Linked DNA regions of Bos taurus: region 1 is linked to region 2. Evidence: chromatin contacts called from public Hi-C data. All regions are on one chromosome and are shown on one strand. The core of a region is the stretch at or near the end of the contact, and the rest is flanking DNA. Distances in the headings are between cores, read along the strand shown. Region 1 overlaps SYN3 (synapsin III). Region 2 overlaps SYN3 (synapsin III).

Region 1 (4,548 bases), core at 148-2,647, 310 kb before region 2:
GAATGATTGAGGACACTCTTCCCCTGACCCTAACCTATTCATCCTCCCAAATCCTCTCTCTACCATCTACCTGGCATCTTAGCTAGAAACTGCACAGTCTCCTGGCTGCCTCCTTTTCCCTCCACCATTATACCTGTTCACCACATGCTATAGACGCCACAGCCCACATCCCTCTGGTCTATCCATTCTTCTCTGTTCCCATTGCCAATTCCTTGGCTGAACCATCATCAGCTCTCATCCTGTCTTCATAATCAATAGCCTCCTAACTTCGTATTTTCATCCACTTCCAATTTATTTTTTGTACTAAAACCAGGCTGATCTTTCTGAAAAATCAAAGCTTTAAAAGTGTTAAGTTTAAAATTCTTTTCTCGGACATTCTTTATTTGAGCCCTCCCACCGCAATCTAAATCAGAAAACCCGGTTATTCCCTTACCTAGCACCCCAGTTTTTCCTTTCTAGCCCTTATCTGAGTTTTTAACCACATATTTAGATGTGGTATTATTTGCATGAGGGTAGGGACCATGACTATTTGGATCTCACTCTGTTAAATAACACAGGGCCTGGCACATATTAGAGTGGAAGCAAATATTTGCAGAATGACTAACTGATGGATTCCACAGATTCCAATCTGCTTGTCAGTTTCCAACAGAGATAAATTGCTGTTCTTTAATCTTCCCTCAAAAATCTGAGTTTTCCATAAACCATCTGGTAAATGCTCAGTTGCTAGCTGTCTCACTCCATTCGTGAAACCCCAGGAGCATGTTTTAATTTTGCCCTTTATCTCAATGCTGCTTCTGGCCCAACTTATGGGTGTAAATCTGTAAGCAGGAGCATCAGAGAGAGTTGTCCTAAGAATAGCTCACCCAGGACCCTGGGGACACTCAGCCAACCTCTGAAGGCTACAGCCACACTGGAAAAGTTGGCTAATTTAGAGTCATCTTGATTTCTCGTCATTTCCCTCTGTGGCAATCAGAAGGCAAATTATCCAAGAGGCCAATTAGCAGTCATTTGGGCATTTTTCCCTGGAAGATACGTCTTCCTTAACTCATCCTAGAGTCTGAATTGTTTGTCTTTTCCCATCTGGATCGATGGGTGGGTCACATAAGCAACCCCCTAGGAATCTCATATGCATCCTTTAGTACTTAGGAGAAGTCTTAGGATGGAAGCCACTGTTTAGTCTGAGCTGGCCTCACATTTTGGAATTCTGTCTCCCAAGTAAGGGCCAAATTAACCAGATAATTGCACTGTCTGGGTTTTGCTGGACAGAGCAAATGAGTTAGTTGTGGTTGGCCTAAAGGAAGCCTCCGCCCCTTCTCTCCACCCTCTTCCCCCCAGTTCAAAAACTGTTTGCCTCAGCTTTTGCAGAGCCAGGAATCAAGAAACCCTGGGGAGGCCAGTGGGGGAAACTGCCTCATGTTGCATCCCATTACCCAGAATGCCCTGCTGGCTCTGCAGGGCCTCTCAGCAGTGTCCTCGCAGGGCCTGAGAGGTTCCAGCCAGGGTGGCTGGCATGTCAAGCTCTCTTCTGTTTATATTTGAGGCAAAGGATCTCTTTCTCCACAGGTACAAGTCACCCCTCTGTGGGACTCAGCAGTGAGGTTGATGAATGGATTAATACCAAGTAGACTCAAAGTTCTGAGACTAGCTGGCTAGTACTTGGTGGAGCAGAGCCTTGGACTTCATTTTTCTTTAATAAAAAGACCAAAATTATAATAGTCTTTCCTCGGTGTTAACAGAGGTACCAAAGCCTAAGTGGCAGTGCATTGCTCCAGCAGATGGAAAGAAAGGCAGGAGAAGGTAAAGATCCTTCTCCTCTGATTTACGTAGGAATGCCCGTGGCTCCTTTGGAGTCCTGTCCTTGCATGATAGTGGAGTTGAGATGGGCTTCGGTAGATGCATATGGATCCTAGGGAAGGCTGTTGGTTGAAGTCCTGTTCATCTTCTCCTCTTTTTATATTTCCTCAACTTTGTCTGCTGGGAGCAAAGATGGAATTTCCCCCTTAAAAGAATTTAAGCATTCAAGACCATCATGTATATACATCATGTGTATATTTTTCATACCTACTTCAGCCTACCATCCACCATTCTTTCTGGGGCAGTCCTTCTTAGAGTAGATCCTAACTGTAGATATTGTCATAAAGGCTGTGTTATATTTCAAGAAATAATTGTCAGTGAGATAAAGAAGTGGAGGTTGGGTGTTAGTTAATTCAGTTTTGTGGATTGGTAGCTGGCACCCCACTCCAGTACTTTTGCCTGGAAAATCCCATGGACGGAGGAGCCTGGTAGGCTGCAGTCCATGGGGTCGCTACAGTCGGACACGATTGAGCGTCTTTACTTTCACTTTTCACTTTCATGCATTGGAGAAGGCAGTGGCAACCCACTCCAGTGTTCTTGCCTGGAGAATCCCAGGGACGGGGAAGCCTGGTGGGCTGCCGTCTATGGGGTCGCACAGAGTCAAACACGACTGAAGCGACTTAGCAGCAGCAGCAGCAGGTTGGACATAACCCCCACGAGGAAATGACTACTTGATGGTAATTCACCTTGAGAGAAATACATCTAACACTTTGCCAAAGAGCTCTGCCCTTGGCTGTGTTGTACATCTCCTTCTCAACTGTGATTTATCGAATTACATTTGCTGATGACTTGAAGTTAATGGGAGAGAGTATGGTGGATTAAATTTGATATGATCCAACTGAGTAAGGATACAATATAAGATCCTATTCAAAAGCTCAGCGGAAGAGGAGCAGGACTGGGGAGACTTAACTTATTAACATCTCATGAGGAGAAAACAAGACCTAAAATTTGAGTTAAACAAATTCTTAATATTTGTGAGAAGAAGTATGGTGTGAAAGTTAGGACTGTGACTCTAGTGTAAGATATACTGGAGATGGAGTCTCAGCTCCATCATGTTTTAACTGGGTTGACCTTCCACTTATAGCATCACTAAGTATTAGCTTTTTCATATGAAAAATGAGGATAATAATTTCTATCCTTGGAGTTAATGTGTGGAGTGAATTAGTCAGTATAAGTCATATGCTTGGCATAGTTTCTGACATGTTTATTAAGAGCTCAGTAACTATAGTTATGGGCTTCCCTGGTGGCTCAGTGGTAAAGCATCTGCCAGCCAATGCAAAAGATGTGGGTTTTATCCCTGGGTTGGGAAGATCCTCTGGAGAAGGAAATGACAACCCACTCCAATATTCTTGCCTGGGAAATCCCATGGACAGAGGAACCTGGAGGCTATATATAGTCCATGGGGTGGCAAAAGAGTTGGACAAAACGTAGTGATTGAAACAACAACCATGGTTATCTCTGAAAACCTGATGCATTATCAGGGTGCATTATCAAAGTACAGCATTTAGAATTCAGTAAAGTGATGGCACACACACACAGCACACACACACACTCTCATTGTATTAGCCGGACTCCAGTGAGAGATCCAGTTGTACCATCACGTCGGGAGGGGATAGTAGCAGCCTGAAATGCCTCACGAAGAGAGTGGCTGCAGTGAGAAGCAAAGGAGAGCAGTGTAAGGAACTGGAGATGCTTAGTCCGGAGAAGAGAGCCTTTGGTAGAACTCACTGTACTCTGCAAATATTCACCACCTGAATGAGTGGTTGAAAAGAGTTAGAGCTACCATATGTTGAGTATTAATACTTAGAAGGTAAGGATAAATGCTTTTTGCTGTTGAGATGGGCACTGTCATTGTCTCTGTCTTACAGAAACAGGCTCAGGCGGAATAAGAGTGCTTTCTCAAGGTTGCCTGATTTGTAATTGGCAGGAACCTGTTCTTAAACCTAGACAGTCTAAATTCAGAGTCCTCTTATCCACTGCATTTTTCTGCCATTTGCTGCAGATACCAAGAACAATAACCAGATGTATTGGTTAAATGTTTTTGTATGCATAACCTTATTCCAGCCTTACCCCAACACTTTGAGGTGAGTATGAGGGCTCTCCCTATTTGGCAGATGAAGAAACTAAGGCTCGAAATGTTAAACATCCTGCTTGAAATGAGTGATGGAGGAATTCGAACCCAGGATTCATCTGCACGTGTGCTGAACCACCAGCCTGTATTGTTTCACTGGGATTAGAATTCAGGCTAACAGTACAATCATAGAAAAAGATGGACTTCAACTTGGTATAAACAGACATTGTTCAGCAATGCCGAGTAATGATGAATGGACCACATCCCTTTGGTGGGTACAGAGTCCCTGTGTTGGACATGCTTCGGCAGAAACTAGATGGTTAATTTGGGAAATATTTCGCAGGAAATGTATGTACCTAATCAGATACAACTTTCATTATTTTTTCTTATTTTTTTGCATAAAAGTAATATGTTTAAATAGTCAAAAATTTAAAAGGTAAAAAATGGTATCTGGTGAAAGATCTACCTCTAACCCTACTGCCCTTACCAATCTATTTCTCTTTTGGCTAATCATTTAACTGGTTATTGGCCAGTTCATTTAAACATTATAACTTGTTTCTTAGGCAGCTTTCCAGAGAAATTGTAAATGCCGTAATCAAATACACATTTGTGTTTGCTTTCCT
Region 2 (4,695 bases), core at 714-3,213:
TCCATGACTTGAGATGTAAACAACCTAAGGAGTCTAAAGCACCTTCTTGGGATGAGATTCCAAGAATGATCAAGTTGGCATTCATGCAATCAGGCCCCAGTGATCCTTAGTTCTGAGACTTTCATTCACTCACTCAAGAAACATGTGTCCAAGGCCTGCTGAGTTCCAAGGACAGAGCTGGCCCTGGGGAGCCAAGATGAATGAGCACGCATTCTAAGGAGAGAGATAGGCATGTTGACCATGGTACACATATTAACAACTTCACCCACATGTCAGCTGCAGACCTCCTGACCCTTTAGGATCCAAGGCAGATTCCTTGGCCTCCCTCACATGTTGCTAATCCCTCAGATGGACTCATCTTCTTCAGAACTCACAGCCCACCCATGACTGTTGTCTGCCAGCACATCAACTGCAGCATAAGCTCAACTGCTTCCCCTTCTCCCATCACAGGCAATAATCTGCCACCTAGATGGTGTCTTAAGTGGGCTCTCTGACCTGCTTAGTGAGGTCCCAAGGGGGAGTCTCATCTCACAAGGCATGGCCTTCATCTTCTTGGTCTTCTCTGCTCTCTCATCTCTGCTCCTCAGCCCTCTCCCAGTTCACCAGCATCTCCAGTTTCTTCTACTCTTCTATTCAGGGCATTCCCTACTACCTATTAGGCCCTGGCTCCAGCTGATCCCAGGACCTTAGAAAGATTTCTTTCTATCCTAATCAGTTACCAAAGTATTTTTGCCACAAAAAATTTCCCTCGCTAAGTAAAACTATGGAAGCAGTCATTATAAAGTTATAAAATAAATTCGTATCAGAGTAGTAATTCTTGGTGTTATAATAATATTTTTATTGTCTCTAATATTAAGCATTGAACTAAGTGCTTAACATGCATCTATCCACTTTAGTGATAGGATCAGATCATTACAATGCTGTGCAAAAAACACACACACAGCAAAGTGCTTCCGACTACACTCACAAGGCATCCCCCAACCTTTTTGGCACCAGGGACCAGTATCGTGGAATAGGGGGATGGTTTGGGGGTAATTCAGGAGTATCATATTTATTGTGAACTTTATTTCTATTATTATTACATCAGCTCCACTTCATATCATCAGGTATTAGACCCAAGAGGCTGAGAACCCCTGCCTAGAGTTCCAGTCCCAGAACTGTGTCTTTTTTTTGTTTCTTTAATTTTATTTATTTGTCTGTGTCAGGTCTTAGTGTGACACACTGGATCCTTAGTTGCAGCATCTGGGATTTAGTCCCCTGACCAGGGGTTGACCCCAGGTCCACTGCATTGGGAGTATAGAGTCCTAGCCACTGGATCACCAGGGAAGTCCCAACATTGTCTCTTCATAGCTGTATTAGTTTGGGTTTTTCACTTCAGTCCTCTAAGCCTCTGTTTTCTCCTTCATTTATAAAAGGGTGATAATGAAATATCTTCCACTTCAGGTTGTTATCAGGATTGAGAGGGTAAATTAAAGTGGAAAGTGCTCCAAACAGTGCCTAGCACTTCCTATGCGCTCAGTAAACATTGGTTGTTATTGTAATCACTAAAGAATAGAGAGATTTGGGATTGAGTCTGCAACAACTCACAGGGCAGGGGAATTAGAGGAAGAGATCTATAGCCAGAGTTTGCCCCCCTGAATATCTGATGCCCTGAATTTTATGCAGTCAGGTCCTGCTGACCATGCTTTCCCAACACTATCAGCCTTCCCACTTGGCTTTCCCCATTGATTTTTTTCACTCCCACAAGGCTCAGTGAGACACTTGGGAAAATATTTTCCAAAATAAATTTCAAGTCATTATTTGACCCAAACCACCCAATTCTGTGGCCCAACCCTGTCTACTAATGTTACCGCCCTGTTCCTATTTAGACTGAGGTTTATACTGACCAGCCCTTCACCAGGGCTTCCCTGTCCTGCCACCTCCTGCCTGAGTCATCCCATGATGTCACAATCTTAGATTTATGATATTGGCCAGCGTGGTCTCAGGGATGACTATAGACGGCCCCAGACTGAAGCACAGCTGTGAGGCCAGTCACATGGCATTCCACCACCTCCCACCCCTTTCTTTCATGATGTAATGGAAAGAGATGTTCTGGGAATCAGACAGAACAGGGTTGCTTCCAAGCTTTGCTTTTTCCTTTCTGTGTGATCTTGGACCAGAAGGGCTTATGAAGTCTCAGTTTCCTCATTAGTAAATGGGGATGTTGGAGAATCAAATTAAAAAGCCTAAGTAAAAGCACTTGAGCTGGTACATAACAGGGGTCATCAGCATCTTAGTGCCACAACTATGATGCCTAACAAAACAGCCCAAAACTCAGTGGCTTTAAAGATAACCATTAATCTTGCTCTTGCTTCTGGGTGGGAATTGGCTGGTCTGGTCCTGGCCTTGGAGAAGGAAATGGCAATCCACTCCAGTAAATTTGTCCAGAAAATCCTGTGGACCAAGGAGCCTGGCAGGCTACAGTCCATGGGGTTGCAACAGATTCGGACACGCCTGAGCAACTAAACAAGACTGGGCCGAGCTAGACTTGGCTCCACATGGACCAGCAAGCTAACCAGGGCACGTTGTCAGCATGGCAAGTGCAGAGGTACAGGAGCCCATGCCCAAGCACACAAGCTCTTGTTAAGCCTCTACCAGATATCTACTGGTATCCTGTTTGCCAAAGCAAGTCAGGTGACCAAGCCCAAAATTAAGCACAGGATACATATACTTCTCCTTTAATGGGAGAAATTACAAAGTTACCTGCCAACAGGTATTGGTTCAGAGAAGCATGGAAAATTAGGAACAGTGATGCAAAATAGTACAGGAGATGGTCAGAAATCTTTGTTTCCTTATTTCTAACTTTTCTCCATACCCAGGGCCTCTTGGTTTCACTTCATGCTCTTAAAACTCACCATGAAAAAGGAATATAAAATTCACGGCCGTTGTATACACGACCATTGACTGTCGGACAAGCACCTCAGCATTTAAAGAGTGCTTTTCTAACAACAAAAAACCTAATTGCCCACTTTAGTGGTTCCTGTGCAGCAGGCTCTGTGTTCAGCCTCTACTTTCTGTACATTATATCATTCAATCCATGCAGCAACCCCACAAGGCAGGTGGAAGGACATTCTCATTTTATTGCTAAAGAAACCAAGGCTTTGAAATCAGCTCAAGGTCATTTAACTAATAAGTCCCTAAGAGGGCCTTACAAAGTCAGGTTTCCAATGCAGATATATCACACCACTCCATTAAAACCCTGAGGGCAGGGTTCTCACTGGGACCAAAATTTTCAGTCTAAGTTTCCTCAAACTTCAATCATCAGTCACCAACTTTACAATTTTTACCATATTTATGTGTTATCTATACTATATATGTATGGAGTAGGAAATGGCAACCCAATCCAGTGTACTTGCCTGGAGAATTCCACGGACAGAGAAGCCTGGTGGGCTATACTCCATGGAGTTGCAAATAGTTGGACTCGACTGAGCTCGTGCACACATACTGTATATAATTCATATAGTTGCTGATTATTCTTTATGATACATTTTAACTTAAATTTGTTCTAGGATAAACTCAGTATGACTACTGTAAGTGAAAAATCAGTGTCTTCTGCCATAAACAAAGGACGGTAACCACTAAAAGATTTACAAAAACAAAGCAACGTTATGATATTCATGCCAGAAACTCTTGCCTGCTGTGAGCACCAAGAGAAAGATACAGGTTTGCAGGTATGGAGAACAAACACTTAAAGAGCACCAAACGAAGACTCTCCTTGATGGAATCTGAAGGCTTGAAAATTGTTTGAAAAGGAAATGACCTTCTCACCATGTGCTTCAGTCTATTCGATACATAGATTAGTTGATAAAGAATCTGCCTGCGATGCGGGAGACCCTGGTTCGATTCCTGGGTTGGGAAGATCCCCTGGAGAAGGGATAAGCTACCCACTCCAGTATTCTTGGGCTTCCCTTGTGGCTCAACTGGTTAAGAATCTGCCTGCAGTGTGGGAGACCTGGGTTGGGAAGATACCCTGGAGAAGGGAAAGGATACCCACTCCCGTATTCTGGCCTGCAGAATTCCATGAACTAAGTCCATGGGGTCGCAAGGAGTCAGACATGACTGAGAGATTTTCACTCACTTCACTTACTAATCCAAGCATCACCAAAAGTCATTACAGGAACTCCAGCCCAGCTTCATATGTCTACAGACTTAGAGGAAGAATCCTCAGTAGGTGCTGAGAAAATACCTTCTAGGGACCTTCCTAGAGGTCCTTCAATCCCTCCCCTGCTCACCACTTGGATTTGGTCTTCATAGACCTGAAGGAGAGTTTTCTTGATGGCATCTTCCAAGGGCAAAGGCCAGCATTCTAGTGACATAGAGAATAAGTGGAAGAGAGAAAACTCAGACATGCCAAACAGCTGATCAGACCAGTCCCAAGCCTTTAGCAATGACAGGGGTATACAGACCTGGGCTGATTCCAGTCCAAAGACGTTTCATTAATTCCCCAGCCAAGCAGGACAAGGGACCTCAGGAGAGTCAGCCCTCATCTTTAATCCTGATGACTTCTTACTGTCCATGCAGATTTGCTCACCAAAAATCTCTCCCACAAGCACAACAGCTCTCCACACACACTTGCTGTTCTCCTGAAATATCCACCATTATCATGTCTCCTCCAACACAAAACCAGAGAGGGGACATTGTTATGTACCATTACTG

Evidence for each region. A called contact is a pair of places that touch in the nucleus more often than the background predicts.
Region 1: a Hi-C map of an unstated tissue shows a contact between it and region 2, with 2.9 times the contacts expected there. A contact is called at or near these places in 2 of 11 Hi-C or Micro-C datasets (liver and an unstated tissue).

The regions. Positions count from the first base shown.
Region 1 is chr5:71,552,055-71,556,602 of ARS-UCD2.0, reverse strand. All of the region lies in intron 2 of SYN3 (synapsin III), which reads left to right. Among named protein-coding and RNA genes, the nearest start is that of SYN3, 23 kb to the left of the region's middle.
Region 2 is chr5:71,244,464-71,249,158 of ARS-UCD2.0, reverse strand. All of the region lies in intron 5 of SYN3 (synapsin III), which reads left to right. Among named protein-coding and RNA genes, the nearest start is that of FBXO7, 150 kb to the right of the region's middle.